Linked DNA regions of Rattus norvegicus: all the other regions are linked to region 1. The links are chromatin contacts, called in public Hi-C maps. All regions are on one chromosome and are shown on one strand. Each heading gives the region's core, a stretch centred on a gene start, on an enhancer-like site or on the middle of the called end of the contact. The rest is flanking DNA. Distances are from core to core; before and after follow the strand shown.

Region 1 (3,252 bases), core at 248-2,747:
TAGGCAGAGGCAGAATTGCTGTGAATTTGAGGCCAAAATTGGCTCTACAGAGAATGTTTGGCCAGCCAAGGCTACAGAATGAGATCCTGTCTTTAAAAACAAAGTCAAAGGCCTACAGAGATGCCTCAACCCTTAAGAGCTCTTGTTGCTCTTCCAGAGTACCAGAATTTAGTTCTCGCACCCATGTCATTTAGCACATAGCCCCTCTGTAACTCCAGCTCCAGGAGATCCAAGTCTTTTCAGGTCTCAGTAGGTTCCTGTTCACATGTGACATACACACATGTGTACATATAAAAAGTCTTAACAGAGTAGACCTTGCCAAATGTCAGACTTAGTTATAGGAGGGATCGGGAATGGACCCATACTGTCAGGCTACCCTGAAGACCATCTTAGAGATGGTCTTTTTCAAAGGCAATAAAAATAGTTGTCCGCCCCCCTCCACCTCCACTATTGTTTATGCCTTGGGGGGACCACAGTGCTTCAGGACCCAGTGCAAGGCCTGTTTGTTGGAAGTCTATTTTCTTCTGGGGAGAAACACAGCAAACAAAACCTAATCGACATGTAGTAAAGCTTGGAGAGTCAGATGCAAGTCTTGGATGCAAGGTTTAAGAAGGCCCCGGATGGTGCCCAAGACGAAAATCCACCAGAGAACAGAAACAAAAAGCCTTCGTGAGCTGGGGAGTGGGGACATTATGGTGATTTGCACTGAGCCATCATAGGTGTTGATTCAGCAGAAAGGACACAGTACTGAGTCAAATCTCCCTCCAGTGGAGCACTAAGAGACTGCATAGAAATGGTCACTGCTGACAGGGTCACTCGGTTTGAATTCACAGGACGAAGGGCATCTTCCAGCGTTGGGAAACCATGCTGGATCACACAAGTCTTCCCAGAACCAGGTCATGTCCTGGGGGCATACGATTACACCTTTTCAGATAGGGAAACTGAGGCAGGAGAGAAGCACTTGCCCAAGACTTCTCTAAGGGTGTGTGTGTGTGTTGCTAAGTGCAGACAAAAGGGTGGCACTGCGGTTAAAGCTGAAGCACCAAGACCTGAGGGTAATATGGGTTTGCACTCAAGGTACATAGTATGGGTGGGTCCCAGAGACTGAGCAAACAGAGCTGGGAAAATAAGAAGAGGGCTGAGGATGGGTGGGTGGGGTTTGAAGACGTAAGGCAACTGCGCACGCGCTGCACCCGTCACACCGCGCGGCCTGACGGCAGGGGCGGCCCAGCCCGGGTTGTCTCTCAAGGTTCGGATCTAGTCTGTGGCGTATTATTGCCTCTCCACACGACCTCCCACCGCATGTTCTCCTGGGACATGTAGTCTGACGCCATCAGGGCCTCAGAGCACTTGCGTAACTCCGAAGCCTACCGCGCAGCCTGCTGGGACTTGTAGTCTCAATTTTGCGTGCCTGGGGTACCCGGCGTGCTGCGGGACTCCTAGTCCCACAGAGCTTCGCGCTCGCCACGACGTCCTGCTCAGAGCCGCTGCCTCCACCTCACGGGCTGGGAGGCCTGGGCGTTCCGGGAGACCGAATTGCGGTGTGAGCCGCCGTGGGGACTGCGAAGCGGGCCGGGAGTCCGGGATGGAGCCGCCCGGAGGTGGGCGCTGCCAGCGGGCCTCGCCTGAATGTTGGGGAGGCTGGGCACGCCCTGGGGGCGGGTCAGGGGCCCTGGGCGCGGGACCGGAGGTCGCGGGTGAAGGGACGCCACGGAACGGCTCCCCCGGCCGCTGTTGACCCAGCGGCCTGCGGTTTCTTGCAGGTGCTTGAGGCGAGCGGGTGGAGCGGCTGCGACGGACTGGTCACGTCAGCGGGGACATGGCTCACCTCAGGGGCTTCGCGCACCAGGTGAGTGTGGGCGTCGGAGCGGATTTGTCCACTTGGGGCGGGAGAGGGGCGGAGGCCGAATGCCTCGGGGCGCGTCTTCGGGCCGTTGTAGCTCTGGCCTGCGCGGCGGAGCCAGCGCCTGCGGAAGACATGAACCACAGGGAGGGAAGCTCTGCTATGTGAGGGGTTCTGCTCTGGAGCTGGTGTGGACAGGTGCAGGAGCCTGCCCTGGGCAGAACCTGCTTGACCCAAGCTCGGAGCCCCTTCCCAGAAGATAGACTTTTCCTTTCTTGGCTAACGGATGGAACCCCAACATGGAACTGCATCAGCAGGGAGATGGGGGCTGCATAGGGGTAGAGGGCTCGGTGGTTTGCTCTCTGGACCCCTTTTCTCGCCTTTATTTATTTATTGTTGTTGTTATTTCAAAGCAAATAGGACAGCCGTTAGTGAAGTAGAATATCTTGCCGGCTGGTTTTCTCTGGCTTTAGCTGTGGGATTTGCTTTTTAAGGGCTCGGTTTGGTTAGGCTTCGGCTTGACAGTTGCACAGTGAGGGAATCAGTTCTTGAGGACAGTGCAACCGACGTCCCCCCCCCCCCCCACCGCCCCCTTCTCCCTGCATCCTTGAGAACTGGGTGTGCAGACAGGAAGCGTGTCCATCCGCTGCTTGTGGGCAGGAACTGGAAGCAGGGCTCCTTGGAGGAAACCAAACCAGCCTGGAAGACTCCTCACAGCTGTTGGGTAGGGCTTTTGTCCCAGCTGTCACAGATGGGATCCTGCGCTTGCTAACTGATGCTGAGTTAAGCTAACACATTTTTAATACATTTTTGACATTTCGCCTCTAATTATATAACACACTGAGAGAAAAAAAAAATCTGCCTCTGGTTTATTTTTAAGACGCTTAGGCTTCGCTCCTGTAGGCCCCCAGGATGACAAATTGGAACTATGAACTGTGAAGGAGTAGAGAGATGATGGCTAGTGGACCTTTCTCAAAGAGAAAAAAAAAACACCCTTTTGTCTCTTTAGAGGCCTATGTCCAGTGTAGACTTACTTGGCTTCTGAGATTGACACAAAACCTTTGTAGGGCTGTTTTCTCCCAAGATGGCTGCCATGGAGTCCTATGAAACTGTTCCTTTTGTGTGGTAAGGCTTGTACTTTCTCCGCTTCTGCCTTAGATTACCTTTTACCTAGCCAGTTCCTGCCCATCTCTGGGAGGAGCATGGTTATGGGAAAGTTCTGTGTGACTGTGGTGGTAGTTGTGGATGTGTGTTGAGTTGTTCCTCTTGTTTTGGGTAGGTGATCCACAGCAGGCATGTTGGCAGATAGGCCAGAGGCTGTAGGTATAATATCTCCAGGACAGAATGGAGAGAGTATGGGTGAGGTTGTAGGTATAATATCCCCAGGACAGAATGGAGAGTGTATGGGT
Region 2 (3,252 bases), core at 438-2,937, 150 kb before region 1:
CCTACAACACCAGGAGCTGCAGACCATACTGTCCCAAGACACTGTTCTCTCAGCAGGGCCCAACATACCAGTCTCTAGCCACACACAGCCATGAGCACTGGAAAGGCAAGCAGAGGCACTGAGCAGTCCTCCAGTTCCTATAGGTGAGAGTGAGCTGCTTGTCAATCAAACCCCTGGTGCTTTTCTGCCCACCCTGCATCCCCTGGTGCAGATTATGTCTTAATCCTTAAGTTTACAGCAGGCTCCAGCTGCTCCCTAGGTCTTTCTGTGCTCAAGTATCTCCACAGCCCACAAGGCCAGCATTTTAGGGCTACATCTTATAAGACTTGCTGTTTTAAGCCTGTAACTTCCTGTCTACAGCTTTACTCCTGTGACCCTGGCAGTATTTACCTTTCTACCCCCTGGTGGACCTCTCTACTCTCTGACAGAGGGACCCTTATCTGCAGTTTCCGGATCTTTATTTACCCCCACGCCTTAATATTGTGAGCTTTAAAACGATTTAACAAGGGCTAGAGAGATGGCTCAGTGGTTAAGAGTGATGACTGCTCTTCCAGAGGTCCTGAGTTCAAATCCCAGCAACAACATGGTGGCTCACAACCATCTATAATGTAACCTGATGCCCTCTTCTGATGTGTCTGAAGACAGCTACAGTGTACTCACATACATTAAATAAATAAATCTTTTTTAAAAAAAGATTTAACAAAACGTGTGTTCCAATTAATCAGTGAGTTGAAGAGAAATATTGAGTTGTGAATGGCACAGGGTAGGTGGGGGCAGACAGGGACCATCACACGATGCCAGCAGTGAAATGAACTCGCCTTGAACTCACCGATCAGAATGCCCACTGGATGGACATCAGAATAAAAGTTCACCTTGCAGTCCCACTGCCCAGGCCCAGGTAGAAAATGGACGCCCCATTGGTTTGATCCACCTCCCTCCAAAGGGTTTCAATTCTTCCACCTCCCTCCAAAGGGTTTCAATTCTTCCACCTCCCTCCAAAGGGTTTCAATTCTTCCACTAAAGAGTGAGAAATAATCCTCCTCCTAATTTTTATCGGGAGCCAATCTCACCGTCTATAAATAAACGGAGTTACCAATGCCCAGGACGTCAAAGGTCAACCCGTTATACAGGGCATCCTCCCTTGCCGGGCTAGCTTTGATAGCACAAGTTCCCTCGAAAAACGCACCCCACTAGCCTAGAGCTCCTCCCTACAGCTCCACAGGCAAACACAGTAGCTTTGGCTCTCTACAACCGATCTTAGCACAAGCAGCAGGTGAAGAAGAGGCGGACCTCCTCGCAACCCAGTCCTAAGTAGAGAGGAGGGGAGAGGGGCGTGGTCGGCGTCAGGGGTGTGGCCGAAGCGGAGAAGGCGGGCTGAGCCGCAGGCCACACCCCTCCGTGACGCACCTGGAATTGGCGCGGCGGAGGCGGCGGGACCCCCGCGCCGCGCCCCACGCCCTCCATCCGCGGCCCCGCCCCAGACCGACCGTGAGACCCCCCCCTACAATCCCCATGATCTGTCCCCATCCTCCTCCGCATCCCGGAGCCCCGAACGATTCGCGATGGGCCGAGAGCGGCGGCGGCGCGGACCCGCGCGGGTGGCGGCTCGGCCAGAGTGCTTACTGTCCAGATAGTGCTCCAAGTACATGGCAGTCGCCATCTTCGCTGCGGCCACGCTCGGGGTCTGCGCGAGCGGGCGGTGCCGCGGTCTCGGGGCGGGGCGGCGCCGCGCGCTCACTATTCATGAGCCGCGTGCTCCGATTGGCCGGAACGGGGGCGGGGCATGTCGGGGGTCCACCCCTATGCTTCCGGCCTGCTGCGGTCGCCAGATGGCGCTGTGGGGCTTGCCCTGAGAGAATGTGGGTGGGAGATGGGCTCGATTCGCAGTTTGCAATGTGGAAGGTACTTCTCTGGCTCCAGCCGATTTCCAATCCCTGATGGTGCCCTGTCGAGCTCTAGGCAAGGCACCGCGCTTGCACGTGTGCTGGCTCCACGCCTGACAGCCGATACCTGCCGCTCTGCCCGCGTTGCCTGGGGTCTGGCCGGACCAAGAGGCGACACCAGCCGCCTGTGGTTTCTCCTGGCTGAGTGGGCCTCCTCTCCGGCATCGGTTAACATCGATGCTCTTTGTGGCTGTCTAGTCCCGAGGGGGCGTGGCCACGCTGACTAGCACTTCGTGAAGAAGCCACGCACGCCTGGGTGCCTGCAAAAATACATTTTACATTCCTACGACAACTCTGTTACACTTAATGAAACAATACTGCTACATTATTATCTAAAGTCCGTGGTTACCATAGAGTCCATTCTTGGTGAGGTCTAATATTTCTGACAAATACATATTAGTATCTCCCTTTTAGCATCCTGAAGAATATTTTCATTGCCTTTAATTCCTCCGGTCCACTACAATATAAGACACTCAGGCGCGCGCGAGCGCACACACACACACACACACACACACACACACACACACACGTAATCAATAAACATTTTTTCTGTAGCTTTGTTTTACTAGGATGTCATGTAGTCGCGTTTTGCAGTATATAGTTTTTTCAGACTGGCTGCATTTATCATGCATTTCTGGTTCTTCCATGTCCTAATGAGTCTTGATGATTTACTTTTTACTTAAATTATGCCACCGTGTAGCTACCAGTTTATCGGTTTGCCTGTTGGAGGACGTCTTAGCTGCCTCCATATTTAGGCAATTGTGACTGGAGCTGATACAATCAGTGTGCAGGTTTTTCTGTAGACAGTTTCCAGTTCATTTGGGTAAACAGTGACCTTATGTTAAAAGTAGAGTGGTTTCCTGAGAAACAGCCAAGCTGTCTTCCTTTCTTTGCCTTCTCATCTGCTCTAACAGTTTCCTTTGCTTCACATGCTGTATGGTTAGCCTGGTAGATTCGGGCTATTCTCGAAGAGATGTGAAATTATCTTCTTTTAATGTATGATTACTAACAATATGTTTATGTTGAGCATGTTTACATATGTGTCCGGCATCTGAACATCTTTGACTGGACGTTAGTTCGAATGTCTGTATAGACCTTGAACAAGTGCTGGGGTTATAGGCTATGTCACTCACTATAACTAATTTATTGTGTGCTGGGTATGGGATTCAGGTCTTTGTTCGTGTTAGGAAAGTGCTCTATCGACTGAGTACTTCCCTAGCCAGTCTTTTTTTTTTTTTTTTTCTTTTTTCTTTTTTTCGGAGCTGGGGACTGAACCCAGGGCCTTGCGGTTGCTAGGCAAGCGCTCTAC
Region 3 (3,252 bases), core at 532-3,031, 160 kb after region 1:
AAGTTCCTTACCCTTGACCCACAGCTTCTTTATTTCAGAGAGTAACACTATCACTCCAATTAAGAGACAAAAGATGAATAGGTGAACAAAACTTATTTTTCCAAGTGGCATTTATAATAATGGAATACTCATAAATAGGAACCATCATTCATGTACACAAAATGTTGTATTTGTATACATTACCCCTAATCTCCAAAGACTTCTCAGTGTAGGATCCTGAAGAGCTTTTATCCAAAGTGCTGGGACTCTCCTTTGATTTGAGGACTGTACAAGCACATTATGAAAGACAACCCTTTTAAAGGAGTTTGGGGCAGCAAGCCACAGTCAAAGGGAGCTGAATTACACTCATGAATGACAATAGAGGGAGGCCCCACCTCCTTTCCCTAGGTTACCAAACTAGTCCACAGAGAGAATCTCATCTCATTTTAAAAGCTCTTCTTTACTGGGCTGTGGTGCTCTGAAGGGAAAAAACCTTCTAGATGGAAAAATTGAAAAAAGGCAGGACAGCCCTTACAACTAAGAAAATCATCACCAAAATTAGATATAAAACCACACACTGACAGTTTGTATGGGTATTACAAAGAATTCCTGAATGGCACCTACCAAAAAAGCCATTGACAATAAGGAGTCTCAAACTAGAAGCATCGTGAAGAAACAGCTTTTATGACCCCTACAGAACCCTGTTTTCCTTATGTTTACAAGACAGATTTAAAAATGTATCTGAGATACTAAAACAATTTTCGCTACGAAGGAAATACTTGAGGACCTAAGACTTAAATCCCTTGCTAGGCAGTAGGGACCCCAATACTTGACGCCAGAGAAACACCTAATCTGTCTAAAGGATATCGAATCCAGAGTCCTGAATAACAAGCAGCAATTAGGACGGAACTACACAACAGATAAGGAGAAGACAGAGAATGTGCGAGTTTAACTACGCTCCAGACACGAGGAGTAAACTGGATTAAGGCCAGTCATAGAGGCCACAGTGGTTTGAACTAGAAGTTCTATGTGTTAAGAGTCTGCTAAGGTAGTACAGGACCAGGCAAGGCGCCACTAACAAATGAGACCGGAAGATACAAAAGGGTCAGTCAGGCGTGGTCTGGGCCTACGGTCCGCTTCAGAGTTAGACTTCATCGCTTCTCCTTTAACGGCCTCCACTACAAGCTCCCTTTCCCCGGTCACTTATACTGCTGCAGCCCTTTGTCTACCTCGGGGAAGGCCACAGCAGACAAGACCACTCTCTTCAATGAGCCTATCACTACCTCCAGTTGGAGAACTTCATTAACATCCCAGGATGACTAGTCTTTCACATCCTCAGGACGAAATGGCACCGTTAAGTGAGAAGATGACCACACAAGCACAAGTGCTTCGTAGATACGAATCTAATGCTGCCTCACCCAACTCCATCCGCCAACGTTAAACGCCCGACTCTCCACTACTGTGCGCGGTAACTTCATAGGGGCCAGCCACGCCCGCCCCGATGTCCTGAACCTGGCCAGTAGAATCACCCAGATGGGGGCCGCCTGTCCAGTTGTCCTCAAAGGGACGACACCGGCCAGGCATCCATCGCTGGAGCCACGGACTAAGGGCGCGGCCGCCCCTCCCCCACGCGCTCCACTTCCGTACTCGTTATCACAGCCTGAGCGGCCGGGGCGAGGAGAGAACTCTAGCACTTCCTCTGGACGGCCAGCCGGACTCGAGCCCGAGCGACAGTGGGTTCACATTGCCCCACACTTACCCGCTAACACGCCAGAGAATGCCCGTCAGGCGACAGCACGGACCTGCCCCGCCCAGCAGCGCGCGCGAACAGATTGCGTCATCGCGCCGTCCCGCCCCTTGCCAACTCCTTCCTGGGCCCCGAGTAGTCCCCTCCCCCGCGGTTGCTAGCAGAGCGCAAGCGTGGACAGGATCCTCTCGTCCGCCTCTGCGCAGGCGCTGTGCCCCTCCCACGGCGGTTGGCCATATAGAGGCTGGGGGCGGGGGGAGGTCAAGCGTAGCCTCTTCTCCTTTACCAAGATGGCGTCTTGTTCCTGTTTCGCCACAGTTCCTACCTTATGAGCTTGGATTCCTCACGCTAATAAAAGAGGAGCAGGTAATGAGATTATCCGCTTTGTGGGAAACTAGAGTTGGGGGAAGGATATTTATTAGGAAAGAATGAGGTGTCCACTGAGAGCGAGAGACAACCGGGGGCGGGTAGGTGGAAGCGTGAGTGCGGAGCAATGAAGGGGAGGGAGCCCTTTGCCTCTGCCCTTTCCTCCAGGAAGATGGCGGCAGCACCGAGCTAGGAGCACCGAGCGGGGATAGGCAGGCGCCTCTGACTTGCCGGCGGGCATCTCTAGCCGCCTCCCGGGCCGTCTCTATGGCAGGCTGTCATCCCGGTATTGGCTACGCGCTGGTCACGTGGGTTTGACCCCCCACCACCACGCTCACCATAGAGTGGTGCTTGTCCCTGGGGACGTGGCCTTCCTGTGTGGTCGTGAGCCCATGCCCCGCGGGGGAGGGCGGAGCCGGCACGGCCCCCTACCCTCTTTCAGTCTGGGGCGGGCGGTGAGATCTGCGGCATTCCCTGCTCGCTGCGGCCGGCTTGAAGCTAGCTGGGAAGGTGCAGTACTGGGCTGCGGCCTGGCTCGGTTGTCCTTCCCTCTATCCCAGGAGGTCCCCTAGCTGGTCAGCGATCGTAAACTCCTACCTAGGCCTTGCACCAAGGCCTTTCTATAGGAAAACACCCTAGAGTACCTCGCCTGAGAAGAGATAGCCATCGCGCGACCCTAGTGGGTGATGCGCACAGTGTCGGTATTCCAAGCTGTTTTGACACATGCCTTGTTGTGAGGAGGTGTTTTTTGTGCGTTATTACTTTGAAAAGTATCCCGGTGCTCGAGGCTACACTGTATATCCTGTCTGAATTAGAAGGTTGAAGGTTCGACTGGGCATGGTGTTTGCATACGGTAGAACTGTGAACCGAAAGAGGCTGACTTGGGTTTTATTATGCTTACAGACAAGGATAAAGTCTGGGGAAAACTGGAGGGTTATAATCTTCATTTATAACTTGGCTCGCCCTTCAGCTTTGGGTTTTGCTCCATACTCACCTTAAGAGCTCAAGCAATGACTTCACATATTTGTTGGTGTCCGTTTGAAGAGTCACTTTTTTAGCAAGTAACTTTCTGAAATCCCGTTAAGTCAATCACAGAATTTTGTTTGAGGCTAGTAGTAGCCATACTCTACAAGCTAAATTTTTATTATGGAAACAGATGT

What was found. Hi-C and Micro-C count contacts between places; a contact is called where the count stands out from the background.
Region 2: a contact with region 1 is called in a Hi-C map of liver, with 4 times the contacts expected there. The contact joins the promoter of Ing5 here to the promoter of Stk25 in region 1. A contact is called at or near these places in 5 of 12 Hi-C or Micro-C datasets (Schwann cells, frontal cortex, liver and 1 more) and 1 of 1 datasets of contacts at active chromatin or transcription factors (oligodendrocytes).
Region 3: a contact with region 1 is called in a Hi-C map of liver, with 6 times the contacts expected there. The contact joins the promoter of Septin2 here to the promoter of Stk25 in region 1. A contact is called at or near these places in 2 of 12 Hi-C or Micro-C datasets (liver and psoas muscle).

Annotation. Positions count from the first base shown.
Region 1 is chr9:101,619,604-101,622,855 of GRCr8, reverse strand. Stk25 (serine/threonine kinase 25) reads left to right here and starts at 1,497. Exons shown (of 12, transcript NM_184049.1): 1 at 1,497-1,601; 2 at 1,764-1,849. The coding sequence starts at 1,820.
Region 2 is chr9:101,772,331-101,775,582 of GRCr8, reverse strand. Ing5 (inhibitor of growth family, member 5) reads right to left here and starts at 1,687. Exons shown (of 8, transcript NM_001394332.1): 1 at 1,624-1,687. The coding sequence starts at 1,660.
Region 3 is chr9:101,464,146-101,467,397 of GRCr8, reverse strand. It overlaps Septin2 (septin 2), which reads right to left and starts at 1,781. Exons shown (of 13, transcript NM_057148.2): 1 at 1,739-1,781. Hdlbp (high density lipoprotein binding protein) reads left to right here and starts at 2,019. Exons shown (of 28, transcript NM_172039.2): 1 at 2,019-2,092.